Linked DNA regions of Mus musculus: regions 1 and 2 are each linked to region 3. Evidence: chromatin contacts called from public Hi-C data. All regions are on one chromosome and are shown on one strand. Each heading gives the region's core, a stretch centred on a gene start, on an enhancer-like site or on the middle of the called end of the contact. The rest is flanking DNA. Distances are from core to core; before and after follow the strand shown.

Region 1 (4,269 bases), core at 686-3,185, 400 kb after region 3:
TGCGAGGTGGAAAGAAGTTAAGAGGTGTCGGGGAAACAGCAGCAGAATACATTATATAGAGGTATGAAACTGTCAAATAATAAAATCAATTTTAAAGGGCCCAAGATTAAGGTCCTATGTTTAGTTCCCAATAGTATATATGCGGCTATAAAGTTAGGCAATAATTCTTACCCCTTTCTTCTCAGTTTCTAAACTTACTCCGTGCTTCCTTTACTTCTTTTTCATTTCTTCTTCTTCTTCTTCTTCTTCTTCTTCTTCTTCTTCTTCTTCTTCTTCTTCTTCTTCTTCTTCTTCTTCCTCTCTCTCTCTCTCTCTCCCTCCCTCCCTCCCTCCCTCCCTCCTTCCCTTCTTTCCTTCCTTCCTTCCTTGCTTTCCTTCTTTCTGTTCATGATAGCTTTTCATATAACCAGCTTGCTTCAAACTCACTATGTAGCCAATGATAAGCTCTTACTCTCAACTTCTCCAAAGTGCTGAGATTCCAGGCACATGCTACCATGCCCAGTTTTATGAACCTAGTCTTTGTGCACTTTAGGCAAGAACTCTATAACTGAGTTACACCTCCAGCCCTACTTTTTTTTTTTTTTTTTTTTTTTTTTTTGAGACAGGGTTTCTCTCTATAGTCCTGGCTGTCCTGGAACTCACTTTGTAGAGCAGGCTGGCCTCAAACTCAGAAATCTGCCTGCCTCCCGAGTGCTGGGATTAAAGGCGTGCGCCACCATGCCCGGCTCTTCTTCTTTCCTTTTCTTCTTCTTCTATTAATTTTTAAGGAATTGAGAAGTTAAGAAGAGATCAGTCCTAATGATACATAGATAGATAGATAGATAGATAGATAGATAGATAGATAGATAGATAGATAGATAATAGATGATAGATAAATTAGACATGGAGAAAAAGAAGAGAGATAGAGATAGACAGAGATAGAGACACATCAGGGCCTCAGGTACCCTTTTGCTATTGAGTTCAACTTTGAGATTGCCGACTTGGGATGGACATGGAGTAGCCTGCTAAAACCTTACTTCCCACCTATATTTTACAATTCCTCAGAGAAATATCAGGCCATACATGTACTAATAGCTACATTTTTTCCATACTCGTAGTAATACTAAGATTCTATTAACATCCGTTCTCTTATGTTTTCCCAGTAAGACCCCATGAAATACATAATTCATTTCACCCTGCTGACCAGTGACCTAGTTAAAAACGAGGACAAATGTTTGGTTTTCTGTCCTTTGATGGCTTATCTTGTTTATCAGCTCTCATATGCCACTCTGATTAACTGCCAAATAATTATAATAATGGTAATAATAACAATAAAAATAATAAACTTTCAATCTGGTTGATAAACTATGTTCAATAATGGTGCTAGCTTCCTTCATTAGCTTTTATTCTACATGAAAAATGCTAAATAACACACTGACCTTTAAAAAGCAAGCCAAAGGATACATCAGGAAGTTCAGAGAGGCTCAGTTTCCGAAGCTATCTTTAGCCTCTAAATTCATTCTCGACCTAACATAGCTTATAATCACATTCATTTGTCCTTGCTTTGATAGTTGTAGCAGGCATGTGTCTTTTATAAGCTTCCTCAAATATTTTTGGAGCAAAGTGGGGTTATAAATCCAAGGGCAGTTTACTCATGCCCGAGTGCATTAAGAGTTAAAACACTGTAATTGCATCTTTACATGCAATGAATAAAGACGTAGCATGGAAGGAAGAAGGAATAATGAATGATGACAAAGGGTGGTTTTGAAGCTCAGATCTATTTTGGGGAACACAGAGATGAGCAGCTTGATCATCTGAACTTGCAAAGGGCAGAACATCAAGGTTATCATCTTCGCTGTTGGGAAAATGATTGCACAAGCTTTAGTAAGTGGCCCAGAGCAGGATCTGTGTTCAATGACTCATCTGAGAGGTGGCCCTTCCATTAGCTCCACAACTATAATAGTGAGACATCCATTTAATTCTGACTCACACTGTTAAATGCCATACACTGAATCACCAATCCTACTACATAAAGCGCCTGGCTTAAATGTCTCTATGAAATACTTATCCAGGCTGAAAAATATCCTCTGGGGCCTGAGAGGCACTAGACACTGTGGTTACAGCTAGTTGCCTTGGAAGTCACAAATGAGTTCAAGTTCACTGTCTTCCTGGATGCAAGATAAAGCCCAAATTGTCAGCACATTTTATATCCTTAGGGTGCTTTATGATCCTGCTTATACCTTTATTGTGTGTAATAAAATTTCTCAATAATCCTGTTTCTAGTAATTCTTACTTTTAAAAATATTTCTCTTGAGCTGAATGTTATCTTCCTATTTATGTTGTTTTCCAAAGGGGTGTTCTATATACAGGGGAAAAAAAGACATGCTACAAGGACCTTCAAATGAAATGTATTCACTAACTGTCCAGATGTTCACTTGGGTGTATGCATCATATAAATCTAAACTGATGAGAACAGTAATGGCCCAGCACAGTCTGTCTTACTTGGTGAACTCTGAGAGGAGAAAAATAAAAAATGTGCTGTTTTTGGAAGTTATGAATTTTAACAACTCAAGAAAAGAAAACACTTTTTGAATTTTATTGCTTTGATTTTGTGGACAATAAAGTTGACTTCCCACAGTGGTTTTCTTCCTATGTAACAGAAAACTTCATCTCTGCTTCAAAAATCAGATCCAAAGGTTTGCTCAATGATAAGGCTACGCTTGTAAAAAAAAATACCATAGCCCCAGAATACATTTAACAATATGACCACATGTTTTGTTACTTTTTTTTAATCCTCTAATAGATATATACGTCTTGGCATTTGCTCCCACACATCTCAAATGTGGGCAGATGGGAAAATCTCTGCTTCTTCCACATCCGAGATTTTACATAACATTATAGAAAACACCATGATGCACAGCTTCAGTTACTATGTGATGACAGATTAGCAAAATTAATCCAAACAAGGCACAGCCTCAACACGCCACAAAACTATTGAACCTGGGTTATCCAACTAGCTACTTATTCTGGTCAATAACTCTAAGTAGGAGTTCTCAGAGTTCATGCAGGAAGAGCAAATGGTGTTGACATTACACAGTGCTGGTCTTGTCTAACTTTTTGTTATTGTGACAGGAAATAGTCCTCTATAAAAGTGTTGGGTCACATTCATATATGTGTTAACTATGGCAGATGTGTGTTGAAGGCAACAGGTAGCACATTTCGTATGTAAAACATTTACCTTTCTTTATAGCACCTAAAGTGAAGAAACTCTGAAATCCTACACATACACTTGGAAGGACCTTAGATTTTTACCTTTGAAATATGTGTTGTCAACAAAGATATGGTACCTGGCCACCTTTCCCTGAAGCATAGCATTTTCTCTTTGTGAGTTTGAATGAGATGCTTGATCCTATACATTCAACTGCTTGAGTCATTTCTGCAGTAGGAGCCAAAGTTAATACCTGTTTGTTACCCACAATACACTAGTGCTAAGATATAGCTACCATATCCAAAATAGACGAATATTTCCAGAGATCATTATACATCATTAACAGCAACCACTAATTATTTCTACCTTCTGTTAATCACAAAACTTAGCTCTCTTGAGAGCATCAATGCATCCTGGTCTTATTCTCCTTGAGCATCTACAGTTATCATTTTTCCAACAGTTTTATAATTTTGGATATAAAAAGGAATAGCATCTATTAGAAAATTCCCTAGTGTGTATTTTTTTTTTAAACAAAGGCCTGAAAGAAAACTGGGACTATAGCCTTCTCTAGTCACAGTCTGTCCTGACCTATGTATTTGCCTTTGGCCACATCATACCCAGTTTTCTAAGGAACCTCTCTTAAGTTGTTCTTTTATAATTCTACTCCTCTCTGGCACCATCATGACTCTCTCAAACACAAGGCCAAATCAAGCATCTATTTCTTTCCTAACATTTCTACATTTCTTAATATGGTTCCCTCAGAAGACTGGTGAAAAGCAATTACTTCAACAGAACTAGAAACAGAGATTCTTCGTGGTACCGAAGAACAGCTTGGAATTTTCTTGGCTCAAGTGGGAGCATCAAGTTCAGCATTTGCAAGAATAAACATTCTTTTCCACAGAGTGCATTTGGTGTCATAACTTGGCTTAATTCAGGGAATTACCCAAATGAAAGGGCCACTCTGTGTTTTCATGCGCTGCCAAATTAGTACAATCATTTAAAATGTTAAATAAGAATTTTTGAAAGATTTCCTGGAACCACTGAAATAAATACCTTGAAAGGCTAGGGTTTATAATTTATCT
Region 2 (4,197 bases), core at 1,237-3,736, 440 kb after region 3:
TTCTACAAAATTACATGGAGAAAACTCTTCTTAATTGTTTCAACTTTGCTTCCTTTGTCATGTAAGTCAAATTCCATCTTGTCTATGTGCTGTGTACATTATTATCTTTCTAGATATGAGAGTTTTACGAGATCAAAATAACCACTTATCTTCTCTACTAGATACAGAGGTCAAGATTCAATGGTCCTGTCAGTCTGTTGAAAGCAGTTTGTTCCTATTAATAGTTCCAAGTTTGCAAATGTTTTACTTATGTTTTTAAGTTAGAAAAGTCAAGGTCACCCAGAGATAACACTCTCAACTGCACTGTGACATCCTTCTGTGAGTAGGAAGGATCTTGGGGGCTCTGCAAGGTTGCTGGTGAATGACTGTCACCCACCATTTGATTTCAGGAGCAAAACAACTGACACCTTTTCATCAGGCTGAAGACAGACAGCAGCATAGACCAGGGACATACTAATGATGTACACTCTGGAAGATAAAACCAGTACAAGACAGACATTGCAGACATATTCTGGAGTATGAGACGATATGTGGGTGGTTCATGGAAAGAAATTCTGAGTGTGTCTCTAATAAAATGAGCAAAGATGAGGGCATCAGACCCAAGGACATCAGACCTGAGTGCGGAAAGTACTGTAATGACTGTGTTATCTGTCCTGGAAGGCATGCTAGGGAAGTACTTTGCCAAGTTTTGAATGCTTTAAACCACTGAATTGTTGGTGCTGTTTTCCCCTTTCAAAAACTCAGGTCCCCAGAAATGGTAATGTTTACCATATTGCTATGCATTAAGAAACTATCTTTTTACTTCTGTCAAATAGTGAATGAATGTTCTGTTGCAAGTCATTTAAAGGAAACTATGCTTATTTTAAGAAGCTGTTTAAGAGTCTGCAAGCTAGGGCTACCGGTCAGGGGTAGAACACCTGCTTAGCAAGTATGAGACCGGGGTTCAATCTCAATATGCCCTCCCCTTCTCTAAATAAAAGAAGCGTCTCCAGAAACCTCCTCCACTAAATTAATTAGTGTGAGTTTGTTCCAGAAAGGTTAATATACTTACTGTGTGCTCAGAGAGTCATTTTGATGAGCCCAGAGGATTAGGGAACAGACTATGGGTTTTAATGAATCCATCAACTAAAATTGTATTTTATGAAGTCTTAGAGAGGATCAAGCAACTGACCTCAAAGCAAAAATAAAAAACCCCTCTCTTCGTGAGCAAATCCTTGCTTGATAGCATTTCCTTCTAGCCAGGCCCCAGTACACAGGATGGGGACCACTCACACTGGAGCAGTGGTAGAATTAACTGATTTTATTTATAAATAGTTTGCCTATTCACACCTCATAGAAAAAATCATAGACACACTCCAAAAGTAATGTTTGGCCAAATATCTGGGCACTCTGTCCCAGTCAACTTGGCACATGAATATAACCATTCCAGAAAGAACTTTGTCTAATTTTTTTTCAAGCAAGACGATTATAGCGCTAATTGCTTTGATGTTTACTGTGTTGCCAATCTCAAAGCTCTTCAGAATAGAGGATTTAACAGCTTAACCACGTTCATCTCAAAGTCCCTGCTTCAAAATGAGCAGTGAGCTGAATGTGCTGCTTCCCCGCTCCTCTGCAGATAAAAACAATAGCCCCCTGTTTCAGAGTAATCAATAGCACACAATACTGTTCCTCTGCACAGCACCTAATAAAGATGGCCTATAAAAGACACAAATGCATCCTGGGAGCTGTACCTCTAATGCCACATCACATCTTTGAGTCATCAAGCAAGCGCAGCAGGGCATCCATACCTGAATCAGAAGGCTTGCAGCCTCATGTGAGACCTGTGGGTGGGCCTTGCAATTGTTAAAGCATTACTGAATGGGATCTTTTTCCTCGAAGAAAAAGGCAGGAGAAAGAAGGAACTGTTTGCTTTTTTATGAAGCAGAATTCCTGTCTAATTCTCTGAGCCTTTGCCTATAACTGCTGCACCATGTGTTTTAAATTAGACTGTATGCATGTGTTCCCTATAAAATTAGCCATCATGACCCATTGTTCCACAGTCCTTCTTTTCATCACATTTTAGAGGCCTGTGTTCCATATTACCAAATAGCCCATAGGGAAAATTATGCATTTTCCACACACCAGCTTTGTTACATATTTGATAACACTTATTTTATATTTAAGGATATAGGTCAATATATAAAAATTTTTGAATAACAAAACAAGTGGCCAATTGTTTTCTCGTGGCAAACAAACCAGGAAGTCAAAAGGACTATATCTAGCATCAAAATCAAATCAGAATTAACAGCTGTGTTTTTAACCCATGTGTATAAGAATATATATAACTCCATCAATATGTTAACTAGGGTGAGGGCACACTGCCAAGCTTAGAACCCACTAAGATTCCTTGGACTCTGTATTTAAATCAAAGTCAAAAACTTTCCAAGTCTAACGTCCTTTTTGGTGCTATAAAATGTAACTTCCTGGTTGAAAACCCCAAAAGTTTTGGACACCAACTTACTCACGCAGAATATGATAAGTGTGAATGAATCAGTAACATATGGATTGCATTTTCTTTCTTAAAGCCGGATTTAAAAAAAAAAAAAAACTTCTTAAATAGAAAATTCATGGTAAAAACATGTATTGGATTTAGCCAACACTAAATCATTTGCAAAATATTTGCAAGGACTTTTACTCTTAGTGGTTATGTGGCAAAATTTCTAGCCCAGTTAATGTAATTGCCCTTCTTCCTCTGCCCTTGCCCCACACCAAGTAAACACACAAGAGAAAGCAATTAAATTGCTACTCACCCCTGTTCTTTTTCTCTTACTTCCTGAGTGTGTCCTGGAAAGCTTGCTGTGTCATTTCTGTTGTACTGCTTCGGCTGTTTTTAAATTAATTGTGCTCCAATCTCTTCTAAATGCAAAGCTCTCGGGAATGGTAGAGGACAGAGGTTATTGAAAACAAGGAATACAATCCCCAGAATAACATTTGACTCTTATTTCCACCCACAAATCATGACTATGCTGACCCAAAGTAAGTAGTACCCAGAAAGTTGTTTCTCACAGTGACCTTTGAAGCTGATTGGTAAATAAGCTAAAAGGAAATTAAAATACTGTAGAACAGCCTCAGTATACTTTTGTGTGTGTGTGTGTGTGTGTGTGTGTGTGTGTGCTTTTAAAGTAACATTTTCACTATTTTTTACTTCTTTATTTGAAATAGTTTGTTTCCTTAAATATTTAAAATTAGGCTTTGACATTATAAAAACAATCAGGCAGCAGTAAGTCCCACATACAAATTTAATTAATTGTTGCTTACAAGTGTTTCTACAAACAAGTTTATACATCCATATATTTTTATGATTACAGTTCTCCGCTTCCAATGTATGTTTCTGTATGTTTCTGTCCCTGAATTGTGCAAATTTCCAGAGGTTGGTCAGGGCTCACTGCCAAAAGCACACTTGGACAGCTACACTATCGTAGCTACTCAGCTTAAACACTGCAGAACTTCAAGCTAGGTTTGGACGTAAATCACAGTTATTGCTCAATAGATTTCAAATTCCATGTTACAGAAAACAATATTCTATATTTTCTGAACAATAATTATCCTAGTATAGATGTGACGTACCACCTATTTATTTCAACATTCCATTCAAACATTATATAAACATGTGGGCATTATGTCTGAAATGCTGAATACCACAGTATATAATATCCTTTTAGGGTTATTTATATAGATTATTTAACAAAAGCAAAGACCATAATTCTCATATTTTTATCTCAATACTACAAATTCTACAGTATTGCATTAGCATTTATCTATATAAACCCTTCCTCTAGAGACATGGATAGCTGCAGTTCTCTGAACTGTGGCAGATGAATCCATGAAGATTGTCTCCCAACTCTCTAATTACAATTAATGAATCTAATTACTGTGATGCCTTGAATATTATGCTTTCATTTTAAAATTCTACTGTGTCTTTCAGTTTCCCATGTGGAGGAATATCAACCTGAAATTTTTGAAAATGGCAAACATTTCCTGGGGAATTTGTAATTCAATGATGACAGTGCTAGATTTATTTATTCAAAACTCAAAAAATCTATTGGGTATCTATCTATAAAGTATTGAATGCTATTCAATCTTCTTGGGAACTTATAAAAACTGCACAAATAGTGCTGTATAAATGTGAGGTAAGCAAATACCCATACTCCATAATAA
Region 3 (4,392 bases), core at 1,771-4,270:
GTACCCATAGTGGATGGAACAAGTCACTCTAAAATTAGAGATTAGAGGAAGAAATTGGCATGAGAAAACAAGACTAGAGAAATCCTGAGATAGGCAGGGATGGGGTTTGCTGTGAGGCTTGTTCTGATGCCAATGCAAAAAGGTATCTGCCCAGGAATTACAGACAGTCCTTCCTCAGTGAGTGAATGAGTAGAGGAGACATGGGGCATGCTTGAGCTGTGGATTTGCACAGATGCAGAGACAAGAATGGGGAGCATTTTATGAAAATCCAACAATTCATGGAAAGACGCAGAGGAAATAAAAATACTTCGCTGTCCCCCCTTGTTGTTGTCAAGTGCAGAATTGAGTATGCTTTAGGGTATCTATCAACAGCAAGGCTAAAAGAAGGCTTCAAGAGACAGACTAAATAACTGCACATTTAGAACCATGGGATACATTTTTACCTGGGATAAGAATCTTTAAGCAAGGGAAGAACAGTGTAAAATTTCTTTTTATAACATAACACCAGTGGCCAGACAAGCACTGATGGATTTAGATGGAGAAAAATACAGCTAGAGCCCTAAAGCACTTTCTGAGATAGAATCTACATTTGATAACTGAGCAAATACGTGTTGTAAAGAAGGGATCAGTGGAGCACAACTGTAACAGAAGAAACAGGGATTTTACAAACTGTATATTTAATCCAAGTCCCTGCTAAATCCCACCTGGAGTTTCTGCCCCTGCAACAATGCATTCACTTAGAATTGAAATAATTCCTTTCAAAATGGAAATGCTTTATTTATTTATTTTTTGGTGTTTATGGTATTCTAGATACAGTGTAAAGCATTAAAGAAGTGAATAAAATTCTACTTTTTCATGCCAAATATTCATAGCCTTATAGCAATACTAAAGTAATATTAAAAGTAAAGTAATATTAAAGTCAAGAACAAACTCATACATCAAAAGCATTATTAATAATAGAGTTGCAATGTACTACCTAGCTATGTAGTAAAGTCACTTCTTCCAGAGATGAATGAGAGAGAAAGGAAGGTTTGGTAAACAAGATAAAAGAGAGTAAACACATTGAAGATGTGCTGTAAACAATCCAGTATGTTGAATACCCAAGGAGTAAGGAAGAGACTGATTTTAGAGGAATATCATGATGAGTAGTAAGAAGGTCAAAAACTGTACATAGGAAAAACTGAATGTTGTACCATGGTTATTTCCTATGGTATCATTGTGCTCATGTTGCTAAGAAAATGTACCCACAAATGGAAAATTATTATGCACAGTAGTGTGTTTTATCATACTTCTGAAACTTAAGAATTCCAATACAAACAAAAGACTGATTTTATGTCCAGTGAATCTCTACTTCCAGGTAGCAACACTTGTGAAACCCTCAGAAAACAAAAAAAAAGAAGGTAAAACACAATGCTCCCTTCAGTTTCTTTTAAAAGATCACCAACTGCAATTACACGGATTCCATTCTCATGATTTCCTAAGCTCCGTAGACACAGCTGCTTAGTGCAACCACTTTAGTGATTAAATTTCATATCACAGTACCTATGATAGTTGCAGTGACAACATTTATAATAGATGTAATAATAAAATGACAAAAGTCAGGATCTTTTTACTACTTACATGTGTGATGCTACTGATTTAAAAAAAAAAAAAAGCACAATGTTGTCCAACTCAACCTCCAAGTCGTTTAGAACAATTGAAGAAATAAGTAAGAAAAGGCACAGCAAGAAATCAACAGGCTGGCTGAATTCCACACCTTCTATGTGGAGAAGTCATCACTTAAACCATATACTACTCAGTCACCTGCTCCTGACAGGCGGCAACTAAAGATTCTGAGCAGAACGATGCTGTCGCTTACGTGTCTATTTGGAACAACAGTTAAAAGGATGTTGATTAAGGGCTACAGATCATACTGTTCAGCAAGGGAAAATGTCTTACAAATCACCCCAAGTCCATGAGCACATGTCTGTGATCCATTACTGCTAAGACAGAGATAGCCATATTCCTAGGATCAGCAGCCTATTTGGTGGGTTCTGTGTCAGTGAGAGACCTTGTCTCAAAAAGCAAGGTAGATGCTGAAAGTACGACATTCAAGGAGTCTATGTCCATCCATACTTATGTGTATAGCAACCTCTTGACACACATCTGCACCACAAATACACACACACACACACACACACACACACACACACACACACACACACACGTGTGTGTGTGTGTGTGCGCGCATACATGCATACTTGTGCACACACTCACATTACATATTGCCAATGGTAGATTAAGTATTGGCAAATGGTAATTAGAATGCTGGTTCTGTGTTTCAAGTAGCCATTACTAAGACATAATTAGTCATGATATTACAGTGAGGGTAAATAAAAAATTATATTTGTAACTTATTCAATTTATTGATTTGAATTTATTGATTTGAATCAGTCATGTGTGTTGATGCAGAGGAAGGAATACTCTTAGATGCCAAAGTGTGAAGTGAAAAGAAGCTAGGTTAGCAATGCCAAATAAATAACTTCAGGTATATTGTCTGGGTGTGGCCATGAGATAACCAATGAAAAGGGTGGGAATGAGAGAATACATTGTTTCAGGAGAAAGGACCCAATATGTAGAACCAAGGATCATTAGAGTAGTCCAGCCCCTTGAAGATAAGAATGTAGACCTGACAGGAAATAAAGATGAAGAATAAGGAAGAGAAGTGCAAATAGTACAGATAATTTTGGAGGTGAATTGAAAATGTTCTGTAATTTAGATCTGAAAAAAAAATACAAGCTACATTGAAAAAGCCAGAAGGAATGGATGTGTAGACACAGAAGAACAGTTAGAGAAGAAGAACCAATTACAAGGTTCTGAGACTCCTACAGAAGGGCTTTTAGAATGAACACCATGACCTTACAGAATGTCATGAAATAAACTAGATAGAAGTATGACCAAGAATGGGCTATGGATGAGTGCTGTTGACACAGGAAGCTTCTATTGCACAATGATGACAGCCATCCAGCCAAGACAAAAAATGTTCCCTCTGGCTCTGCCCCCAGATGGAGCTGTGTGCTCATCAGCAGAGCTATAAAATGGCATGTCATGGGAGTGGAGGATGAAAACTGTCTCTGTAACTCTCACCATTCAAAAGTTTGTCAAAGCAGCATTATTCTTTGAGGATAAGCAACTGTCCTCTGTAGTAACTTGACACATACTAAGTGAAGTTCATCTTGCACTGAGAATCCCTTTCCCACACTCAGTGTGAAAGGGAGGGAAATATTTTCTGAAAATACTGACAATTTGCTCAGTTATTTTCCATATTTAACTTATTTAGAAAATGTCCTCAATATAATGTCTGCCGCCATCTAACATTTAACCTGTGTAGCATATACAATTTCATTGGGCTTACAACGTTTGGGAATTCCATTTTTTCACATGCAAAGGAAGATTTAATATGCAGTAGAAGATGACTCTGCCTTACAAAAATAAATGAGAAACTGCTGTTCTTTGTTCAAGGTCAAATGTCGCTTTCAATTAAATGTAGGTATTTAAGAGGGGGTCCTGATGAATGCAAGCAGTAAGCTTGAAAGCCCATAAGCATACATTCAAAGAGCCTTAGAACTCAAAGAAAAGAGTGAATGTAAATTTTCAGAACTGTCAATTTTTCATTTGAAATTTTGGTCTTTATTTCTTCTTATAATCTGCCCTAGTCAAGCACATATTTATTTCTTTCAAACCTGCTCCTTTCTTTGAAACTGTTGTTATATTTCCATGAAAATGACATCTTTGTTCTTTAGAAAATCATTCCCAGCTTATTGTCTGCCCTGAATTACAATAATCCTATATTTGTTACAATCTAATCACTTCTACAGCAACCTACTGTGAGGTTAGAAGTAAAGGATTAAAACTTCAAGTAGAAATACAAAACCACCCCCTTAACAAACCACAATATATTTTTTCAACATAAATATCCCAAGGAACAAAGAAACATTTTGACATAAGAACTCTGCAGAATATAGAAAAACGCAGCAGAACTGTTTATCAAAGTTTTCCTTGGTGTGTCAGCAGGTTCTGTGTAACTGACAGTGCTGATCCAAACGTTTTGATAGTAATAGAAGTGTTAACAGTGATAAGAACAAAAAAATATTAAACACTGTTGACTGTAACATTTCATTTCCACTGCCCTAATGCTGTTAGTGCAGAAAAATGGAACAAGAGGGAAGAGACTCAGCCACACAGCCAATGGAAATGAGGATTTAGTGGCAGGAGCTACAGAGGCATATAGGCATTAACAAAAAAGGAAAACCAAGAAAAGAAAGGAGAGAAGGAAGAACAAAAAGAGAGAGGAAAAAGAAAGTTAAACTAGCTCTGTCTTTATTGGTGACAGCAAAATTAGAGGAGATATTA

Evidence for each region. A called contact is a pair of places that touch in the nucleus more often than the background predicts.
Region 1: a Hi-C map of muscle stem cells shows a contact between it and region 3, with 1.7 times the contacts expected there. The contact joins two enhancer-like sites. A contact is called at or near these places in 4 of 484 Hi-C or Micro-C datasets (the C2C12 cell line, the N1E-115 cell line, muscle stem cells and 1 more), 1 of 115 datasets of contacts at active chromatin or transcription factors (fibro-adipogenic progenitors) and 1 of 9 other capture datasets (bone marrow-derived macrophages).
Region 2: a Hi-C map of 3T3-L1-derived adipocytes shows a contact between it and region 3, with 6 times the contacts expected there. The contact joins two enhancer-like sites. A contact is called at or near these places in 1 of 39 promoter capture datasets (the 3T3-L1 cell line), 1 of 15 datasets of contacts at CTCF or cohesin (pro-B cells) and 6 of 484 Hi-C or Micro-C datasets (the 3T3-L1 cell line, 3T3-L1-derived adipocytes, cranial neural crest and 3 more).

What each region holds. Positions count from the first base shown.
Region 1 is chr10:17,033,191-17,037,459 of GRCm38.p6, forward strand. The region is part of intron 1 of Gm20125 (predicted gene, 20125); the gene reads right to left. Among named protein-coding and RNA genes, the nearest start is that of Gm20125, 60 kb to the right of the region's middle. Within about 2 kb of position 1,936, at least 51 of the 459 cell types and tissues checked have an H3K27ac peak or open chromatin away from gene starts, as enhancers often do. A contact at or near this core is called in bone marrow-derived macrophages and muscle stem cells, where this site is marked.
Region 2 is chr10:17,072,950-17,077,146 of GRCm38.p6, forward strand. All of the region lies in intron 1 of Gm20125 (predicted gene, 20125), which reads right to left. Among named protein-coding and RNA genes, the nearest start is that of Gm20125, 21 kb to the right of the region's middle. Within about 2 kb of position 2,487, at least 43 of the 459 cell types and tissues checked have an H3K27ac peak or open chromatin away from gene starts, as enhancers often do.
Region 3 is chr10:16,634,186-16,638,577 of GRCm38.p6, forward strand. No RefSeq gene overlaps it. Among named protein-coding and RNA genes, the nearest start is that of Gm20125, 460 kb to the right of the region's middle. Within about 2 kb of position 3,021, at least 23 of the 459 cell types and tissues checked have an H3K27ac peak or open chromatin away from gene starts, as enhancers often do. A contact at or near this core is called in bone marrow-derived macrophages and muscle stem cells, where this site is marked.